Regions from separate parts of the Hordeum vulgare genome. Here region 1 is linked to region 2. A link is a contact called in public Hi-C data. All regions are on one chromosome and are shown on one strand. The core of a region is the stretch at or near the end of the contact, and the rest is flanking DNA. Distances in the headings are between cores, read along the strand shown. Region 1 holds the start of LOC123425863 (phospholipase A I). Region 2 overlaps LOC123425861 (a long non-coding RNA gene).

Region 1 (6,365 bases), core at 779-3,278, 190 kb before region 2:
GCATAGTTTTTTCATCAGAACTTGTGCCCTTTCATCATCCAAATGTGTCTCGGACAAAAAGAACGCATCCAGTTCATGCTGCCTCTAGAAGTCCAGAAGCGAGCGAACTGTCGGGGCTCCAATGAGTCCCCGATAGTTCCAATTAATAAGCTTCATTGCTCCGGGCGACCCACCACCAGGGTAGCCGATATCATGCTGACATCCACATTTGAACTCCCACCCCCCAGCTCTGTAGCAGTCCTATGTCTTTTAAGATCTTGAATTTTCTGTGGTGTACTCATTGTGCTTTTATCTAATCTATGCCTGCTGCCCTTCTAGTCGTAGTACACGGTCATCAACAATTCTAGGGGTTGATGTCTCGGGGTCGACAACTCTGTAGCTATACCACCTGCACCCCCAAGTTGTTTTCTAGCATGAGGAACCATATGTCCTTGGCCAGGGCCAAGTTCAACATCACTCTTTTCTGCATTATTCAGATCACTAGGAACAAAATCACGACCTTTGCCAAAGCCCGATCCTCTACCACCAAATAGCCTCCCTTGTCCTCTGCCACGGTCTACCTGGCTAGTAAATTCCATCCTATCAAAGTTAACCAGCAACCAGTCTCCCCAATCGTATGTTTCTAGGGGTGTAGCCTATCCCCACATTCAGGCATGACGCGACCAATTAGTCCGCACAAGTAGCATAAATCGGGTAGTTTTTCACACTTCACCGGGTACTTTTTGCTCCCCTTTAGAGTAATTGGGACAAAACAAACGAGAGATAAATCCAACTTCACAAACAGTCGCGCCCAGAGGTACTTGGTGGTGACAATTCTGCCACCATTAACGACCACCTTCAAAGGAGCTTTTCCGACCTTTTTTGTGGGTTTTTCAGCAAGTTCTTTCTTCTTCGTTAAGTCTTCATGACCACCCATAAATCCTAGGCGAGAGAGCGATTCAGTTAAGTTTGTAGTCATGTAACCATCATACTCCTTGATTACAACAACATAATCCATGAATTTCCACGGTCCACCATTCATGACACAATTCCAATCACCAACACATATGAACCGAGCAAGAAACAATTTTTTGTCCACGATCTCAATGCATTGCGGAGGGATTTAGACCAACATGGCTGAAAGGTTTGGTTGCATGAACCCTAAAGATGCCTATCCATCAAACTCCAACCATGAGTTCATCAATCTCACCAGACAGATCTAACTCCTCCTCTTTTTTTCATGCAGATTCCATCCAACAAACTAATCCTCGAGGTTACTCCTTAGGGCATGATTGCTATCTGCATCATCAACAACACCATGTGCATGGGCCGTGAGCGGCGACACATCATCCTTCCCTCTTTCGACTCCACTCACCATGCCGGATGCGTTCTCCATCACCGGCGATGTCATGGTTTCTTCCGTCATGCAAACCCTCCAATGGACAGAGGGAAGCGGGTGCCCTAATAATAGATCCAGGCGGTAGGTTTGAAACTCTAGCGTCGTCATCACAAAAAATGCTGAAACTCTAGCGTAACTGCTAGAGGAAATAATGGAACCCTGTCACCCGCAAAAAAAGAAGAAATAACGAAACCCTTGAGTTGGGTTGGGTTTGCCTCATCAATCAAAAAATAAATCTTTACCTACTAATAAAGCAATTAGTGCTTCTGTCGTTCGTCATTAACATTGCCCTAAAGTTGATGAAAATTACCCACCAATGCCATTAATAAGTGGAAAACGATTCGGTTTTTTCCTTAAATCGTCGCCGCTAGCTTCTGGTTCATCAACCTTTATGCCATTAGACTACACAAGGGCACTAGCCAGCCTGTTGGCAACGCCGTATCTATCCTGTCCGGGAGACTTGGGTTCGATCCAAAATTACGAAAAAAATTCCGTTCCGTCCTTTTGCTAGTAAAAGAAAAGCTATATGTTGAGTTGGGGGTTTCGTTAATTTCGGGTAGGAAACGCTGTCCTGTGGACCGTAGAGTGTCGGTAGCAGAGTTTGGAAGGTAAGGTAAAACCCCAAACAGAAAAGGGACGCAAAGAAATGACGCGGAAAATTCCGCAGGGCCAAACCAAACGAACCGAGACGCGCAACGCCCACACTGCGCTCCCTTCCTTCCCTTCTCTGATCTGCGCTCGTCTTCCTCCTCACACCACTTCCTCCCAATCCCCCCCGCGCTTCCTGCCGGCCTGATTCGAACCCTAGCGCCCGCCATTTGATGCGGCGGCGCCCGCCATGTCGTCCTGGGGCCTGGGCTGGAAGCGCAGCTCCGAGATCTTCCACCTCACCCTCGACTACGGCGACTTCGCCGACGAGCCCGATCAGGACCCCTCCTCGCCCCCGGCCCCGCCCCCGCAGTCCCCCACCGCCGCGTCGCCCACCGCCTCCTCCTCGCCTGTCGCCACCATGAACGGCGACCTCGGCTTCCGCATCGAGCTCGACTGGTCCACCAGCGACGACGAGGACCAGGTCGCGCTGCGCCTCCAGTCCCAGCTCATGGTCGCGCTGCCCCCGCCCCACGACGTCGTCTGCGTCGATCTCAAGCCCGCCGACGACGGGGACGAGGTGGGGGTGGAGATGCGGGTCGTCAGGAGACGGGAGGCGCTGCGCTCCGTGCGGGTCGCGCGGGCGATGGGGTCCACGCAGAGCACCGGCGACGGCGCCGTTGTCCTCGCACGGCTCATCAGATCCAACCTCGCGCCTGCACCGGCTGCTGATGGAGCCGTCGCCGCAGGGGTGCCCGTGCTCGCCGACCACTGGCGCTCCGTCGCGGTGCTCAGCCTCTGCAACTGCGGCCTCATGGTCAGTCCATCGTCCATTCATTCATCTCCCACTCCCACACATTCGAATTCCTTGTCGTTTTCCATGCGCGCACGATTAATGTAGATACGGGAAGTGCCATCATGGATTCATGGGTTTGGGATTTGTGTACAAGCTCACCTTGGCGCCGTGTTTGGATGCTTGCTCTGCACTGGTCTGCTTTTGGTTGTAGAGATTATGATCAGGTTTAACCTCGGGCACCGGGTGTATAGCTTGGCGCCATGTTACTGTGCTTTGTGGTGGACACATGCAGCATGGTGACGGCGTGTGAACATTTCTTGGTCATATGCGGCTGTTAGCTTTTACTGGAAAAAACCCTGCTGTTCTTGTGCTTTTCCAGTGTGAAATTCAGCACCCGGTGTTGTGTAATGACTGGTGGTATGGAATCATGTTTGATCTAGCTGTCTGTGTGATGCTTAATGCTGATCGTTTTGTAGGAAGATGCCTGTTCTGTGCATTCAGAATTGAACAATCAAACCTAACATTTGCAGTAGGATAGCTTCTGGACTTTTTTGTCTAATGAGTGAAATCTTATAGTTAACGTGCCAATTATGTTACTAATCCTGAGCTTACGTCCCCTTAGGGCCTTTAATGCGTTATTAACAGTTTCACTAGTGTTGTCGACTGAGACTTATTACGTGCTTCTCAATTTTGAAATACTATTTGTTATATTTTTGCTGGCTGTATTTGTGGCTATGAAACTTGGGACTGATTGGCGTCCAAAGGCAACTCTAACCATGAAATGCTATGCAAAAACTTGGCAGGTGCTTCCGGTTGAACTAACTCGCCTTTCGTTTCTTGAGAAGCTATATATTGACAACAATAAATTGTCAGTTTTGCCACCTGAAGTTGGAGACTTGAAGAACTTGAAAGTGCTTACAGTTGACAACAACATGCTAGTTTCTGTCCCTGGTTAGTGAGCACACCTTCAATTCATTAATATCTCTAAAATTAGTGTTTACAGCTTTGTAGTACCTCAAGACTTATTGTCATTGAAGGTTATGCATATCAACTGTCCTTGCAATGATCTAAGCTTTCTCCCCTCCTTTACCAAGCAGTAGAACTGCGGCAATGTGTTTTGCTGGAGGAATTATCACTAGAACACAACAAGCTTGTCCGCCCATTATTGGATTTCAGGTTATTAAATATTATTTATAGAGGTTTTTTTCCTGTAGCTTTTATTAATTTGTGCTATTTTCCTCACAATTCATTCTCGATTTCCCGCAGGTCAGTGCCTAAGCTCCGCGTATTGCGCTTGTTCGGAAATCCCCTAGAGTTTCTTCCAGAAATTTTGCCTTTGCATAACCTTAGGCATCTCACACTTGCAAATATTAGAATTGATGCACTTGAAAGTCTTAAGTCTGTCACTGTGGAAATAGAGGTACATAAACTATCTTGGAATTCTATCATTCTGCTAGCTAGGTCATCTCATTACTTGCAACTTTTTTATTGACAAGTTTGCCTTTGGGTTTTGTTTCCAGACTGAGAACTATTCCTACTTCATTGCGGCCAGGCACAAACTTAGTGCCTTCTTTTCGCTTGTTTTCCGGTTCTCTTCCTGTCACCACCCTTTGCTGGCCTCTGCGTTGGCCAAAATAATGGAAGATCGTAGCAATCAAGTTGCCATTAGCAAAGAAGAAAATGCTGTCAGGCAGCTTATCAGCATGATAAGCAGTGATAACCGTCACGTGGTACCTACTCAACCCTGAACATCCATATATTTGCCGAATTTTGTGAAAATAGTTGTATATTTCAAGCATACCACATTTATTTATTATTTCAATAATTATCAATCACTTTTTCAGGTTGAGCAAGCATGCCTTGCTCTTTCGTCACTAGCATCAGATATTTCATCAGCAATGCAGCTGATTAAGTGTGATATTATGAAGCCTATAGAAGCTGTACTAAAATCATTTGATGATGAAGAATTAATATCAGTATTGCAAGTTGTGGTCACGTTAACTTTTGTTTCTGATCATGTTGCTCAAAAGATGTTGAGAAAAGATGTGCTCAAGTCACTGAAAGCACTTTGTGCACACAAGAACTCTGAGGCAAGATGATCTGGATTTAGACTCTGGTTGATGGTTGATATGTTGTTTGGGTAACCACTGGGGGCTCACCGTTATTTGCTTCCTTTTGTTAGGTGCAACGCTTATCTCTATTTGCAGTTGGCAATTTGGCTTTCTGCTTGGAGACTCGTCGCACCCTCATTCACTCTGAGAGCTTACGTGACCTCTTAATTCGCTCTACTTTTTCACAAGAGAAGCGTGTCAGCAAGGCAGCTGCTCGTGCCCTCGCAATTCTAGGTATATTTTTTTGGGTTCTGATTGATTTGTTTTTTTTGTGATCAGTCAGTAACCATAACATGTGTTGATGTGTTTGTTGATCTCTTTAGGGGAGAACGAGAACTTGCGTCGGGCAATAAGAGGGAGGCCAGTTGCAAAGAAGGGTCTGCGCATTCTTTCGATGGATGGTGGTGGCATGAAGGGCCTTGCAACTGTCCAAATGCTAAAACAAATAGAGCAAGGAACTGGGAAGCGCATACATGAAATGTTTGACCTCATATGTGGTACATCAACAGGTGGCATGCTTGCAATGGCTCTTGGAATCAAGCAGATGAGTTTGGATCAGTGTGAAGAGATATATACAAAACTTGGTGAATGTTTTTTGGTTCTTCGTGTTTCATTACTTCTTAAATTATATTAATACCAATGTGCTGTCAATTAAACTGCTGTTTTTTTAGGTAAACTTGTATTTGCGGAACCTGTCCCTAAGGATGAATCTGCTACATGGAAGGAGAAACTTGATCAACTTTTCAAAAGTTCATCACAGAGTTTTAGAGTGGTTGTTCATGGGTCGAAGGTATAAATGAACAATTGAACTTCTTTGTGGCGTTTCATGTTCTGCATTGTGGTGAGGTAGTGACTAAGAGATTTTAATTACAGCACAGTGCAGATCAATTCGAGAGGTTACTAAAGGAAATGTGTGCTGATGATGAGGGTGACCTTCTAATAGAGTCTTCTGTGAAAGGCATTCCAAAGGTTTTTGCTGTATCAACTTTAGTCAGCGCCATGCCTGCCCAACCATATATATTTCGGAACTATCAGGTTCATTTTATCCCCCATTGTTTGTTTACTGTTTTCAATTCCAACTGTAGTTTCTACAGCTGTATGCTGGGACTATTTAGTTATCAAAATTGAAATTAGAAAGAAATATACAAAATACCACTCCCTCCGTCCCATAATGTAAGATGTTTTGTGACACTAGTGTAGTGTCAAAAAACGCCTTACATTATGGGACGGAGGGAGTATTTTAGTAGTATCACTTTAGCTATCAGCGTCCTCATGCTTCCATTCTCTGTTTTCTCTTTTTATGTTTTTTGTCATATGATAATCTGATAATGCATTCCAGTATCCACCCGGCACTCTGGAGGTATCACCAGGAATGGCAGAAAGTCCATCTACTGGTGCAGTTGGAACGGTTGTTTCTGGTGCACCAGTTGGGATTAAACGTGGAGCTTTTATGGGGAGCTGCAAGCATCACGTATGGGAAGCCATAAGAGCA
Region 2 (6,000 bases), core at 1,995-4,494:
CTCGTCATCACACGGCCAGCTAGATTCGGCCCGAGGCCACTCTGGTGAGCCATCTCGCGTCGACCGCCCACATTCATTATATTGTATCCCGTGCCCAATCTATTCAACCAATTAGCTCATCAGATTCGTCCCGCATAGTTTTTTTCGTGCTGCAAATTTCCTAATTATCCGAGGAATTACAGTTTTACAGAAAAACACCTATTGCATAAATAACTCTTTAACCATATGTCAGATTGAAACACTTTAATATGAAACTTGACTAATTTTTTGTGAATATTAATAATATGCAACTTTCATCCATGTTAAAAATGTTTAAACTTGTTGTTTGCATTAATGACCTATTAAAACGGTTTATTTCGTAACTTAATAACCGTAACTTCGACTCAAATGAACTATATATGTAACTTGCTTTGAAAAACATGCAGAATAACATGGTGCATTTTGTTTTCCTGTTTGACAAATATAAAATATGTTTAGGCAAAATAGGACCAAATTCTTAATATGCACATGGGGTCGTTTCGAAAATACCATATGTTGTATTCGACCTCATTTAAAATGCCTAGATAATATAGTTTGTTCATGCTTCACCATTGCCATGTTTAATAATAGTTAAACTTGTTGAGTAAATAAGCGAGAGTGAACAAAACAATTCAAAATGTTGAGTTTCGTCAATATGCAACTCGTTGCATATTGAGCCTCAATTAATGGGTAGTACTTGATTGGTTTGCTTGCCATGCCATGCATAATTAAATGGACATGCATCATATTTGTTTGCGCATCATGTCATGAATATGTTGTGGTGTTTACTGTGTCATTTGTTTGTTTTTGGATTTGCTTCTCCTCGCTAGAGTTTCCAAAGTGTTTCACAGTCTGAGGATTTGTTTGACTATGTTTGCTCGACTACTTCATGGTTCGTTCTTCTTCAAGCGGGATTTGAGGCAAGATGACAATTACCTTGGATATCACTACTATCATTGTCACGCTAGTTGTCTCGTATCTATCGCTGTGTCTCACTGCCTACTACTTATTTGCTAAGCCTCCCAAAATGCCATGATAAGCCTCTAACCCTCCACACCCTAGCAAATTGTTGTTTGGCTATGTTACCGCTTGCTCAACCCCTCTTATATTGTTGCTAGTTCCACGTACAGTTTGTTCCATGTTGGGACATGGATATCTTGGGATATCCCATTATTCTTGCTATTTAAATTAATGCCTCTATACACTTGGTGAAGGGTGGAAGGCTCGACCTTTTGCCTCGTGTTTTGTTTCACCATTGTCGCCTTAGTTTCCGATTATCGGTATTATGTTCCATATTGAGCGCTCCTAACATGCTCGGGATTATTATGGGGCCCCCTTGGTAATTCGTCTTTGATTAAATATCTTCCGACAAGGTCCAACTTTGGTATTACATTTACCTAACTAATAACTTGCATAGGGAGTAATTAACCCCTGGATAATTAGTCAACAAACCGGGCCAATGCTCCTATAACAACCCAAGTGTAAATTTCCAATCTTGTAACCATTTCCATGAGTTCAAGCTTGTATGCCATGCCATCAATTGACTTGAGTAATAAAGTTTTGCTTGATGACATCCATTTGTGCATCATGGCATCATGACATCCATTTCATTTTTTTGCATCATGATATGTTTGAGTGTGAGTGTGTTGTTGTGATGAGCCTTGCAACTTGGTGGCATGACCTTCCTTGAATTAACTCAAATCAATTCCAAACAAAACCCCTTACTTCTTCCTATTTCCTTCTTATTTTGCAAAGTGTGCCACCTTGACTTATTTTATTGTTCCCTATTTTTCTGAAAACTCCTAAAATATTTTCCTCAATCCCACCTCCAAATTTCAGCTGTTTCATATAGATTTGTTTGGGTTCAGAAATACCTCAAGTTTGAATTTAATTCAAACTTGATTTATTTTTCTATCTCTAAAAATATCCAAACTAATCCTATTAAATAGAGCATAATTTGGTGAGTCCAAAACCATTGTGTTTCATTCAAAAAACCCTCTCATTTTTCTCTGGAGTTTTCTACAAGTTTCTGTTTTAATCAAATGGAAAAGAAAATTCACACATAGAGAGAGGAGGCTACAAGTGCAGCCCAGCAGCGCAATCTAGCGTGCCTCGCACGCGTGCCAACGTTTCTCACCTGCTCGCTCGCTCGCCCCTCAGCCCGTACGCTCCATGTGGACTAGCCGACCCCACCTGTAAGCCTCGCCACCAAAGCGACCCGCACCCACCTTTTTGTCCACCTCTCACCTCGCCGCACACATGGCGAGCCCGAGAGCGTGTGAGATCGCCCGGCTCGCCCTAGCCCCTATTTAACCCCTCTCGTAGCAACCACTTCCTCAACACGACACATAGCTTCGCGATGGCGCCCGCGTAACCAATGTTCACCGTCCTCGACCACGCGATGTCCGTCTTCTTCTCTGACATCGATTACGTCATCTACATCCACTTCCGCACCGTGGGACGTCAAGGACCTCCAAATTATTCCCCTTAATCAACTCCGGCCACCCATAGGTGTGTGACCGTTGTCGTGCTTGTTTCTGACCTCCTCCCGGTAAGCTAAGGCCATCAACGTGTTCGCGGCGAGCATCCTCGCCGATCCCCTCCTACAATTTCTCTGAGGCTTTGCTTGGTTTCTCAAAATTTAAAGGAGTTTGGAGGGGATTGAAAGAGATTAAATCCCCTACAAGTCAAAATTCACCTTAATCCACTTCAATCTACTTCAATCCCCTTGTGGGAGGGATTAACCAAACAAGCCCTGATTGCTCTGTGTAGCCCCGTTCGGCCGTTTGCCATGAGAGCACGAGCCCGTCGTTGTTGGACCTCAGCTCCAGCGAGTGCTACGACCTAGTAAGCCGTGCGTGTGCATGCGTATATGGTCACAGTCGAGCGTAGGGTCCATTTCTGTCGTCAACTGAAAGTTTTGCTCATTGTAGCTTCGTATTCGAGCTTGCTGTTGCCGCCTCTGTACCTCGTCACCGGCGTGTTCCCATTGTCGTTCGGTGTCGTATGCTGCATGTGTGAGCACGGACTTTCTTTGCGAATCGATTGCACCCATCCGCCGCGTGGTTGGGTCACCAGAGAAGCTCCGGTGCCTCCACCGCCATCTCTGTTCCTCGCCGGCACCCTGCGTTGCTTCACTATAGTTTGAGCCGCTGACTGGTGGGTCCGAATGGACGCCAGGATTGTGTCAAGAGAGCTCGAGCCCTTCTCTCGTCAAGTGACCACCTCTAGCCTGATTGGATCGACCGAACCAGACACTAACAGACAGGCCCCACCTTTCAGTGACCCTGATCCTTCGCTGTACAATGAATGTTTGATTTGTTTCCTAACTATTCTTCATGCAAGACTTTCCATACTTATATTTTATTTATGTTTTAAGGATTAGGCATGCAAGACTTGCCATACAATAAATTGTATTAATTTTTGATTTTTTTTCCTGAATTGTTGGGTATCTAAATACATGTATTTTTGTTTACTAACGATATAATAGGGGTATCTAATACTTACTAAAGAAATTACGTACATACGCATGATTTTTTCCTACGTATGTATGCCCATGCATGATTTTTTTGTACGTCCATATATCCACTCATGATTTTTTTAGTTTTATTAGAAATGTATATTGCATGCCAATACCCACACATGATTATTTTCATACATACAAGGTCCTAAGATTGCATGCCGGCATACAATTTTTTAATGCACACATGCTTTGGAAATATATACAAAACTATATACTTTGGATGGTTCGTACCCAAAAAAAATACACTCTTTTTAATAGACGTATATTCTTTTGAGACATACCCACAAATGATACTGAAGATATACCTAAAAATACATGTATACACACGATATTATGTATTTATTGTCTAGGGGTATATACTCATAAATTTTATGCCGAGGTATGTAAATACGACGAGTATGCACTTACAACAAGAATATTGTGTACTCTAGGTATATATAGACACAAAAAAAAATCTATACATACTAAATAAGTGAATCCATACATACGTAATCGAATGGCAGGGCCGGCCCTGGGGGGGGGGGGGGGGGGGGTTTCCGCGGGGGCGGCCGCACGGGGCCCAAAATTGTTGGGGGCCCGCTGCATATATAATATGTATACTAGATCAGGCATGTACTAGGTATTGTAAAGTCTCTCGTCATGCCTGTCTCTCGTCTCCCTGCACGCCGCGACTCTCATCTGTAGGAGTACGAGACTACGACGCGGGCTGCGGGCAGGCCCTGGACGTCGGCTTCATTGCCACGCAGGCACGCACGCCGGCACGCGGAAGGGCCCTCGCCGGTTGCTTCTTCCGTAATGTCCGTCAGTCTATCTGTTCTCCACTTCTCCTGAGGATCTCGTTCTAGTTTGATTCGTAGATCAGTTCTCGTTCTAGTTTGCAATTTACTGATGCCTGATGGATCTGGACCTGCAATTACTTCTAGTGATTCCTTTTAAATCTTTGGGTAGTTAATGCCCTATTTTTGATTCAGATTTATTTATTTTCAGAATTACTCCCTTCATTCTTAAATATAAGACCTTTTAGATATTCCACTATGAACTACATACGGATGTATGTAGTCATATTTTAGGATGTAGATTCACTCATTTTGCTCCATATCTAGTCTATAGTAAAATCTCTAAAATGTCTTATATTAATGAAACAGAGGGAGTAGTAATGAAGCCTGAATCAGGTGCTGTCAAAAGAAAAAAGTGGAAAGGAGATTAAAAATTGGTAGATTCACAAAGAGGATTTCTTCGTAAGTTTTTGGCGAGTAACCCAACCACTTCAAAAAATCCAGACGAGTTGGCGTTAGTTTTTGTGGAAGAACCAAGTAATGTGAATCTAGAAGATGATATCCATACAGAAGACAATGTTGACATCGACGCGGACGATAACAATGTGAGTGATCATGATCATAATTCATCTCCCACGGAATCTGCACTATTTATTTATACTTAGGGGCCCTAAATTTTAGTTTCGCTCCGGGCCCCCAAAATCTCAGGACCGACCCTGTCGAATGGGATGTACTAAATATTCTGGGTATATAGATACACAAAAAATGTAATGCATACATACGAAATATTTTGCTATATACGTAGTCAACAATGTAATGCGTGTGTATTAAATAAATGAATCTGCACATACATAATCTAATCGATATGTTCTAAGTATTTTGGGTATATACGTAGAAAAAATCTAGTGCATATATAGTAAATATTCTAAGTATATACATATAAAAATCAAACGGGCACATACTTAAAAAATGAATTCATACATACCTAATTCATACCTGTATGAAATAAATGTCCATATACATAATGTGTAGTACTTTTCTTTTTTAAAATATATTTCCATGCATGACGTGCTAGACCATGCTTAATAACATTCATTTATGTCTCATAATTGTTTCAAAATTGCTAATTAGTGATGGATTAATTCATTACCCTTTGTAACACACATCTAAATGCAATTAAATGGTGCAAATGCAAGGAGCCTGGGCACCTAGGAGCCCCAAACGGTCGTCCTATATATATATATATATATATATATATATAACAAATATTTCGTATGATCGGTGTAGTTACTCTCACTTTTGTTTGATATGTTATAGGTAGTATCTATTATATCGGAGAATATGTATGCGTAGTATGTAGTATATAAAAATATTTAGATAATATATATATACTACTTTTAGGTAGTATGTACCATATTTTTATCATACTCTTTTTTACGTACAAATATGTACGCATTCCATAGTATTATAAAAATTATGGATTAACTATTTTTTTTCATGTAACATACTTTGTAATATCTTATACAGTATATATTATGTGAACATACTTAAAATGATAAATCAGTACTTCCTCCGTTCCGAATAATAAGTCACTAGGGATTATCTTCCGACCAGGTGAAAAAGGGCAAATGGACCTTTATGGCCTCGGTTCAAATTCTAAACAATACAAGGTCATGATTGGAT

Evidence for each region. A called contact is a pair of places that touch in the nucleus more often than the background predicts.
Region 1: a Hi-C map of leaf shows a contact between it and region 2, with 3 times the contacts expected there. The contact joins the promoter of LOC123425863 here to the enhancer-like site in region 2. A contact is called at or near these places in 2 of 6 Hi-C or Micro-C datasets (leaf and seedling).

The regions. Positions count from the first base shown.
Region 1 is chr2H:205,584,685-205,591,049 of MorexV3_pseudomolecules_assembly, reverse strand. LOC123425863 (phospholipase A I) reads left to right here and starts at 2,028. Exons shown (of 18, transcript XM_045109607.1): 1 at 2,028-2,783; 2 at 3,566-3,713; 3 at 3,860-3,938; 4 at 4,029-4,182; 5 at 4,283-4,492; 6 at 4,607-4,852; 7 at 4,945-5,107; 8 at 5,197-5,457; 9 at 5,545-5,663; 10 at 5,747-5,908; 11 at 6,213-6,365. The coding sequence starts at 2,217.
Region 2 is chr2H:205,392,100-205,398,099 of MorexV3_pseudomolecules_assembly, reverse strand. LOC123425861 (a long non-coding RNA gene) reads right to left here. Exons shown (of 3, transcript XR_006621940.1): 3 at 5,933-6,000. Among protein-coding and RNA genes, the nearest start is that of LOC123425861, 5.6 kb to the right of the region's middle. Within about 2 kb of position 3,244, at least 2 of the 3 cell types and tissues checked have open chromatin away from gene starts, as enhancers often do. A contact at or near this core is called in leaf, where this site is marked.